Regions from separate parts of the Mus musculus genome. Here region 1 is linked to region 2. A link is a contact called in public promoter capture Hi-C data. All regions are on one chromosome and are shown on one strand. Each heading gives the region's core, a stretch centred on a gene start, on an enhancer-like site or on the middle of the called end of the contact. The rest is flanking DNA. Distances are from core to core; before and after follow the strand shown. Region 1 holds the start of Zfp317 (zinc finger protein 317). Region 2 holds the start of Zfp426 (zinc finger protein 426).

Region 1 (4,578 bases), core at 352-2,851, 870 kb before region 2:
AGCAAGAGCCTGGAAATCATTGCTGTATGTCTCAGATGCTACCTGGTAACATTTTTGACTCTCAGTGTGGTAGATGCTAGTGTTAAATTGACCCATTCAAGGTAAAATGAGTAATATTTTGTGAATTAGTGAATGCAGGTTGACAAATAGAAGTATAAAAATGTTGACTGCTACTATCTGAAATTTCCCTACTGCCAAAAAAAAAGAAAGAAAGAAAGAAAGAAAGAAAGAAAGAAAGAAAGAAAGAAAGAAAGAAAAGAAAGGAAAAGAAAAAAAGGAAAAGAAAAGAAAAGAAAGGAAAAAGAGAATACAAATGTATACTAACTTTGAAGATTCTTTAATCTTTAATAGTATCATGATTTTCATGGTCCATGCTGAGAGGATAGGTTGATAATGCAGAAATACTATGGTTATGAGAACTTTATAACTTCATGTGAAGTTCAAATACTATCATAAATCAAATTAACTTAGGCAATTTCCAGTATCCTCAGTTCATTTCATTGCCCATCCCTATATCTGGCTGAACAACCTTTATGAAATTCTTTAACATATATTATTAAGACATGAATAATCTTAATCAATCCTAAAAACTTACAATGCTATAGATAGCAACACAGATACACAGCAGAGTTTTTTGTCCTACTTTTCTGCAAGATATTAATCTATCACCCATCATATTTATTAAATGCCTTGATCTTTCACTCTTTTCATTCTATGACTAATAAAATCCCATGTGTGCAGTTCCTTGGCAAAAATTTGTCTTTTGTCACACCCTCAGTTGGTGTTTCTGGGTCATGGTCTTTGGTATTTGTTTGTGAACAAATTTATCTGCGGCAAGAGTAGTTTTGTGTTGACACCGATTTTGAAACGAACAAGTTGATAAAGCTGCTATATTTGAGGTTAGGTTGGGTGTGTTTTCAGTATTTAAATATGTGTCTAAATATCTTAAGTAAGGCAGTGTAGTTTTGGGGGTATAGGTATGGGTTATGGGTTATAGTGATTGCATACAATATTTAAAGTAGGAAGAGTGACTGCTAACAGGTTCAGGTTGATGATCTTAGAAAGAAGAACAAGCTGAAGGCAGGCCCATAAGATGATGTGGTGCAATTAGAACTTGGAAAAAGCATATATATACATATATACATATATACATATATACATATATACACATATACACATATACACATACACACATACACACATACACACATACACACATACACACATACACACATACACACATACACACATACACACATACACACATACACACATACACACATACACACATACACACATACACACATACACACATACACACATACACACATATATATATTCTACTTGAGCATCCTTGTCAGGGCCGTCCAACTAGAAACTACATTTCCCATAAACCCTTGTCAGGGCCGTCCAACGTAGAAACTACATTTCCCATAAACCATTTCAATCTCATTTAGAAGCAATTAATCGGTTTCGCGAGAGTTCCTAGTTCACCAAGAATGCACGGCTCATTAAGGTTATCAAACTCCATTTCCCAAGATGCACGCCGTGAAGGTTTCACGTTATAAAAGGCTTATGAAGTTTCGCGAGATTTCGAAGACGGACGTGAAGTAGAAGCCATTGCTTCGGGGAGCTAGTGGAAGTCACATGTGCGAAAGGATAGTTGGGGTTTCCCCTGTGTTTGGACCCTCCTGTTCCCCGAAGCGTTCTGAAGCATTCCGGGGCCTTGCGTGAACTTCTAGTTCTTCCGCCTTAGCCGCGGAGACTTCCGCTTCCTGGATTCCACCCTCAGTCTGGTAAGCCCGTGGTTCGTCACTTAACCCGTTAGCTCCAGGAAGCGGAGGGCTGTGGCCGGGATGAGGACAGCAGAAACCTTAGGAGGCGTGCCTTGAGGTCCCCATCCTGGCGACCCAGGAGAGGTTTTAAAATATGTAGACCAGGATGTTCAGGGGTGTCGGAATGACAGTGATTGCTCTTAGCATGGGTTTCCTTCCTAAAACTATCATTGATATGTGCACACCTTTTTCTTTTTGTTATTGTGAAACTTGCCTAATACCTTTTCTATTATGTTAAATCATCAGTTGCTTTATGCGTTTGTTGGCTGACAATCCTCATGTGAATAAATTACTTGTAAACATAGTTGTAATTTAATTTGAAAGTTAATCTAATTAAATACTTTGAACTTTTTCCATAATATTTTTCCAAGCTTTTATATAAAAGCCACAACTTCAATAAACATATAATTAAAGATAATTAAAGATAGCAATAGCTATGTTTTTTGCAGAGGCCAAATTTTTGTTTGTAGTCTACAAGGTGACAATGGTATCCGTAAGTAATAAACATGACTTTAGAAGTTAGTGATGATGGTTACACAATAATGAACATGATAGGTGCCAGGGAAATTGAACACTTAAATTTTAAATAAAATGGCAATTTTTATATTATGAAAAAATATTAAAACGATGACCATTTAGTGAATTTATAAGCTAGATTATGATGGAGATCATTAAAGACTCGTGTGCTCTTGTTATAGTACATATTTTCTCTCCCCTATAGTGAAATATGTGGATTTTGCTGTTCCCCCAATACTATTATGTATTTTAATGAAATCATTTTTCTACTGATCCAAGTATCCCATTGCACCAAGTATCTTAAACTCAAAAGGTAGTCACTTTTCAATAGTGTCACACCTTATATTTTAAAATGAGATGTAAAACCCAGATGCTGCATTTCTCTCTCCAAGGTGTGTTGGGTCTGTATTTTAGTCTTTAGAATATTGACATTTTTATGCCATTAAATTTTATAGTTAATCTGTTTATATAGCTGAGCAATTTGATTTTAAGTGTATTTTCTTTTTTTTTCCTCTCAACCTTTTTTCTACTTGTTTTTTTTTTTTTTTTAATTTTTTATTAGGTATTTTCTTCATTACATTTCAAATGCTGTCCCAAAAGTCCCCTATCCCCCACCTTAGAATTCTGTGGTTCATATTGTTGTTCCTTACCTGTGTTTTCAATAACATTTTCTTCAAGCTGTTATACTTTATGAATTTGAGATCAAGATTATTTCTAAAATATATATTTCTACTAATTTAGTACAGTATTTGGATGTTGTTCATAGGCAGTTCTGTCACCTGACTAAAATAAGTAAATATGCTTCCTTTTAATTATACACATTTGTTATATCCTGGTTTGGATGGAGATTTGAAATATTGGTAGTGAGTTTATCTAGCACAATCATAGATGACCCTGCTTTCCTTCTGACTCTTAAGTAAAATTGGCTTCCCATATGCTGGAATTTTTTCTATTTTTATGTCAAGGAACTTGTCTTTTTCTGGAGGTGTTTTGTTTTTTGTTTGTTGTTTTTAATTTTGTTCATCTGTTTGTTTTTATCGTCCTTTTCTTTTCCTTCTGTATTGCTGTACTCTTCTATTGTGTTTTCTTTTTTTCTGCTCTTTTTTCCCCTGCTGTATTTCAGGTGAATTGAAATATCTTGTGCTTGACCAATATAATGCTGGTATATCGAGTGAATAAGCAAATAATGGAGTTTTTGTTTTTGTTTTTTTTCAAGCATAATGGAATTAGGACAATTGACTTTTCAGTAGTAACTAAGTTTAGAAAGGACACATTTTCCTGACATTAGGAACTTCTTGCTGCGTTTGCTTGTTTGTGTGTGTGTGTGTGTGTGTGTGTGTGTGTGTATGTGTGTGTGTGTTTTACTGTTAAGTTTTCCTTTTCTATTTCAGGCTCATGCCAGCCATCTTCCCAAAACATGTCAGAGGCTTTTTCCCTCTAAATTCTGGAATATTTTGGGTAAGGATATCACTGGACATGTTGGTAGACGCCTACAATTTCAGCACTTAGGAAGTAGATGTAGGAGAATCAGAAGTTCAAGGACAGTGTGTACTGTATGCATGTCTAGTTATAGGCCAACTTGGGATGCATAAGACCCTATCTGATAAGAACTAAAAAGGGGTCCATTAAGATGGCTCAGTGGATGAAATCATTTACAGAGCAGGTGTGACTTACCACTTGAGTACACACGTCAAATCCCATCACTCCTTTAAGGAAAATGGAAGGCTCACACAGTAGAATATGGACGAGAAGCAAGTGTATATGGGGGCGTGCAACTGTTCTAGAAAGCACAACATGGCAGAAATAACAATGACCCTAAACCAACATGGTGGATATACAGACCTCGTTCTCAGTGATTGCAACTTTGGACGGCCCTAGAACTTACTGTATAGACCTGGCTGGCCTCAAACTTAAAGATATCCCTGTCTGTCCCTCCCCACTGCCTCACCATGCTCAGTAAAGTATAGTTTGCCATATGATTATCATATATTATGGCTCCTTTGATATGTGTATTAATATAGAGGTTTCTTTTGACTATCATTCCTCAACATCTTGTTGGAAGTTAATTTCACCTACTAGCCCCTGAGTCATGGCCTAGGTAGCAGAGGTGTATTGAAATATTTATATTGATTTACTGAGAATGCAACTCATGTTGTTTATAGCTAATAATGAAGAGAGAAATGGATCTAAATAGTAGTGGAATTGCAGAAGCAGTAATATATATTGC
Region 2 (4,633 bases), core at 422-2,921:
AACACTCTATCAACTGAGCTGAATACCCAAATAACTCTATTCTTTAATTTTCTTGATTGAATCTAATAATATTTTGCTTTCAGTAAGACAATGTCCTAATCTAGGTGGTACATTACCAAGTATTTAACAGTCAAGTGTTGTATCTATTATTGTTTATTCGGAGATAGGGGTATAACTATGCAGACTGGACTGGCCTGAAACTATGTAACTATCCTGGCATAGAAATCATGTTCTGGGGCTGGAGAGATGGCTCAGTGGTTAAGAGCACTGGCTGCTTTTCCAGAGGTCCTGAGTTCATATCCCAGCAACCACATGGTGGCTCACAACCATCTACAATGAGATCTGATGCCCTCTTCTGGTGTGTCTGAAGACAGTGACAGTGTGGTCACATATATAAAATAAATAAATCTAAAAAAAGAAAGAAAGAAAAGAAAAGAAATCATGTTCCTATTGCTCCAACTCCTGAGATCACTGCTATGTGCTACCATGTTGCCCTTTATTTTCAGTTTACATCTTAGCAAACAAGTCACCATACAATATATCTTGCTGGGGAAAGAGTAGACACGGACTGCTGCAAGAGGTGACTGCAGCATAACAGATACTGGACCATCAAATATGCTAGTACGTCTAAGTTTTTTTTAAAAAGAGAAATGGGGGGGGGGGGATTGTTGGGGAGAGAACACTAATTTATCAATCTTCTTAATAGTTAATTCTATGATTTTTAATAATCTAGCTTTCCACATTTCTTCTGTGAGCTCCAAGCAGTTTAGTGATGAACAGATCTAAGAACGAAGAGAAAAGTATGTGTATCACGCACAAGGCCCTGAATGGACCACTAGCACAGAGAGATAAAGGGATGAGGAAACAAACACAGGCCTAGGAACTTTGGAGGTGGAAAAAAGCTCACTATTATTGTTTGTTAGGTTTTTGCTTGTTTGTTTTTTAATAAATACAGTATTTCACCACGTAGCACTGGTTGGCCTGGAACTCATTTTGTACACCAGACTAGCCAAGAACTCACAGAAATCCTTTTGCCACCTGTGTGCCGTGAGTAAAGGCTTGCCCGCTAGGTTTTTATGAATGGGCTGGAGGTCTACCAATGTTTATATTCTCTCAAGAAAGACGTACATTCGAAGTAACTAAGAAATTTGTCTCTGTATCTGAAACTAATGGTCAAAATAAAACACGCACTCACTAAATAAAGTACAATCTAACAATATGAATTAAGTTCTCACCCCGACATTCGTCTCTAATATTTTTTTAAAAGGGAATACGGCTTTTTCCAAAAGCGACCTTTCACTGAGTGCTCACCAGAGGCGCTGAAATCGCAAGGTGTATGGCGCTGATCACTCCAACTACTCCGGCAAAATTTCATTTCTGAGGAGAAAAATAAAAGAGCCTTTCGCACAGAATTTGCTTGGGCGGCTTTTGAAGAGCAGCATCGTAGCCGCAGCCATCGCCAGGCCCGCCCTCTGGGCACTTCCCCAGCCTGGCGACTGACAGCCAGAGAGGACTCAGGCTTGGCCGCGCCCGGAGGCGCCGTGGCAAGCGGAGCAGAGCTCTGCACTCTCGTTCTCTATCTCCCCCTCCGCCTCCAGGTAGTCCTTGTACCGCAGAACTCACGAATGCCAGGCAACTCCGCAACTCTTCAGTGCAGATAAGAGCCGGAAGAGACGGGCGCGGGCATGACGTCACTTCCGCTCGCGCTCGGTCTGCTGCAGAGCCAGGCCCGGGAGTCTACCTCGGTTGAATTCCTGTCAGATTTCTAGTTTCTCCGCAGTGTCAGGGCGGAGGGGCTGTAAGGGCTTCACCGCGGGAGCTGGAGGCCGACGCTGGTCTCCAGGACAAGACAGAATTAGAATCCAGGCTGTGAGCCGGGCAACGGTGGTGCCAGGACCAGTAAGTCCTTTAACCACAGGGTTTCTTGTGGGTACCCAGCGTCCGCTCAGGAAATTTTTTTGCCTGCCATCGCTGCATTCTTAGAACCCTTGCTTTCTAGTGCACCCTAGTCCAGTAGGAAACAGAAGGCAGTCTCGCTTCCGTAATCATCTAGACCTCTCAAGATGTTGAAATTGTATTTCGTAGGCTGCGACCATAAAGGGTGCTTCAACAGATTTACCCTACCTAAGCCCATTCCACCAGCCTCAGGAGCCCAATGGAAATAACTGGGTTTCTGACTGAGAATCCTGAAGTAGTTACTGGGTGGGTCTTGAACTCGTCTTAACCGCGTATCTGCATCTTTCCCAGCAACTGTTTTCCCAAGTCCCCGGTTCTATTGAATGCCCTAAGCAAACAGTAAGCTCAAATCCGGGTTTTTGTCATCTCAAGTCACAGGAAAAATGCCCAGTCACTCAGATTCGACACTCCTGGTTACTGATGGTCCCTAATAACATGAATGAAGAGCCAGTTTAACCACGCAACAGTTGAGAGGCTGAAAACTGTAATGTTACTAGGCTGAATTCTGCTGACATCTGTTGGTCAATGCGAGTCAAAGAGAAATGAAGCTATAATCACTTTCTGACGAAAGTAAAAGCATTTATGGCCCTGATCTATTACAGGATGCAAGATCAGTTTGTCAAGAGACCCATTTACCCTCTCTGCCATGAACTTGCTCAACCAGGGGCTTGCGTTGCTTCAGAAACAATATGCCAGTATGACTTCTCAGTGAAAAGGCAGACTTTCTTACTGCACACTTAGAGCTCAAGGAAAAGCTCTTTACTAAAGCACATGGCCAAATATGAGTTGACCTCAAATGTAATTATATATACCTTAGAGTTAGGCATTTTACACACACTCATCCTTAAAACCTCTAGGTCCCAGCCCCTGATTAGACTTTGAACAATTTAAGAGACAGGAGACTACAAGTCTAGCCACTTGGTCAGATGGGTTATTTACACAAAAATATTGCCAAGATTATTTAAGTACACCAGTGTTGTTCTTTTCAAATAGATCTGACCCAGGGTCATGTTGCCCAGCTGGCAAAAAAAAAAAAAAATTTTTTTTAAAGAAAGGAACTGGGGTGTGGGCTGGAGAGATGGTTCAGCGGTTAAGAGCACTAACTGCTTGTCTTAGTGTCAGGGTTTCTATTCCTGCACAAACATCATGACCAAGAAGCAAGTTGGGGAGGGAAGGGTTTCAGCTTACAATTCCACACTGGACTGGAACTCAAGCAGGTCAGGAAGCAGGAGCTGATGCAGAGGCCATGGAGGGATGTTTCTTACTGGCTTGCTTCCACTGGCTTGCTCAGCTTGCTTTCTTATAGAACCCAAGACTATCAGCCCAGAGATGGCACCACCCACAAGGGGCCTTTCCCCCTTGATCACTAATTGAGAAAATGCCTTACAAGTGGATCTCATGGAGGCATTTCCCCAACTGAAGCTCCTTTCTCTGTGATAACTCCAGCCTGTGTCAAGTTGACACAAAACTAGCCAGTACACTGCTCTTCCGAAGGTCTTGAGTTCAAATTCCAGCAACCACACGGTTGCTCACAACAATCCGTAATGAGATCTGACGCCCTCTTCTGGGGTGTCTGAAGACAGCTACAGTGTACTTACATATAATAAATAAATCTTAAACAAAAAAACTGAGAACATTATGGCACACCAGGACTCAACATCCATTGTGAAAGTGATCTGTGCCCTTGAGCTGCATGTTAGAGATATGTTCTTTGGGGACTGGACTAATGGTTGTTCAATCCTAGTGAACAGACATTTACATCCTAGCACCATGGATTTATCTCTAATAGGCCTGAGTAGCACACTACTTTGGGGTATTGAGGAACAGCACTCCTTCAGCTAAATCCTACTTTGTATGATTTAATGTCTCCTTAGCAAATCCTCTATGACATTAATTCTGCTACTTTGAATTTCTTCAATGTCAGTGTAGTAGTGCACTTGCTTCTGGGTCTCTGACTTTGTGATGCTCAGGAGATTAATGATGGCAACCTGTATGCAAACTGTCTAGTCCACTCAGAAAGAAACAACATTAACACACTTTATTTTAAAACTGGATTTAATGTTTTAGAATAGCAACTAAATAGTAAATGGAGTACATAAATTTCAAGCACTGGGTAAAATTTTCAGTGAAAACATTACAGAAAAGGTACATGCAACAAATACAGAAGAAAAAAGTTGCTAAAATTCCAATTTTGTTACTAGTTGCATTATACATAATGGTCTAAAAGAATTGTTAATCAGGAATTTTCAAGTAATCAGAGTTTTAAAACTCTAACTAAAGTATATATAAAAGACACATCTACACCTGGGTTATAGCATGTGTAAAGCCCCCACTTTGAATCCTAGCACCTCCCCCCCAAATTTTTTTTAACCAAGGATACAAAAAGAAAATTAAAATATATAACCATGTACATACCTGCCAGAGTCAATGAAATAAAAACTATATTGGAAAGTTAAGTATTTCAAGACAAAATTTTTTTCCCTCCCAGATTATTTACCAGGCCCCAACTCCTCCCTGGGCACATTTGTCTTGTCTTATTTTTTTATTTTTGTCTTCTTAAGACAGTGTCTCACAAAATAGCCCAGGCTCAGGCTCCCCTTAAATCTGTGATCCTCCTGCCTTGGCTTCCCAACCCCTAAGATTACAGTGTGAGGCAACATGCTGTAGTTTGAGACAA

Evidence for each region. Capture Hi-C pulls out chosen DNA fragments and counts their contacts.
Region 1: a promoter capture Hi-C map of liver shows a contact between it and region 2, with 2.3 times the contacts expected there. The contact joins the promoter of Zfp317 here to the promoter of Zfp426 in region 2. A contact is called at or near these places in 6 of 39 promoter capture datasets (the 3T3-L1 cell line, the C10 cell line, embryonic stem cells and 3 more), 5 of 115 datasets of contacts at active chromatin or transcription factors (Th17 cells, astrocytes, extraembryonic endoderm stem cells and 2 more) and 2 of 9 other capture datasets (adipose tissue and liver).

The regions. Positions count from the first base shown.
Region 1 is chr9:19,620,490-19,625,067 of GRCm38.p6, forward strand. Zfp317 (zinc finger protein 317) reads left to right here and starts at 1,602. Exons shown (of 9, transcript NM_172918.4): 1 at 1,602-1,796.
Region 2 is chr9:20,491,075-20,495,707 of GRCm38.p6, forward strand. It overlaps Zfp426 (zinc finger protein 426), which reads right to left and starts at 1,672. Exons shown (of 9, transcript NM_001110309.1): 1 at 1,624-1,672; 2 at 1,312-1,377. It overlaps Zfp266 (zinc finger protein 266), which reads right to left. Exons shown (of 9, transcript NM_001082485.1): 9 at 3,994-4,633.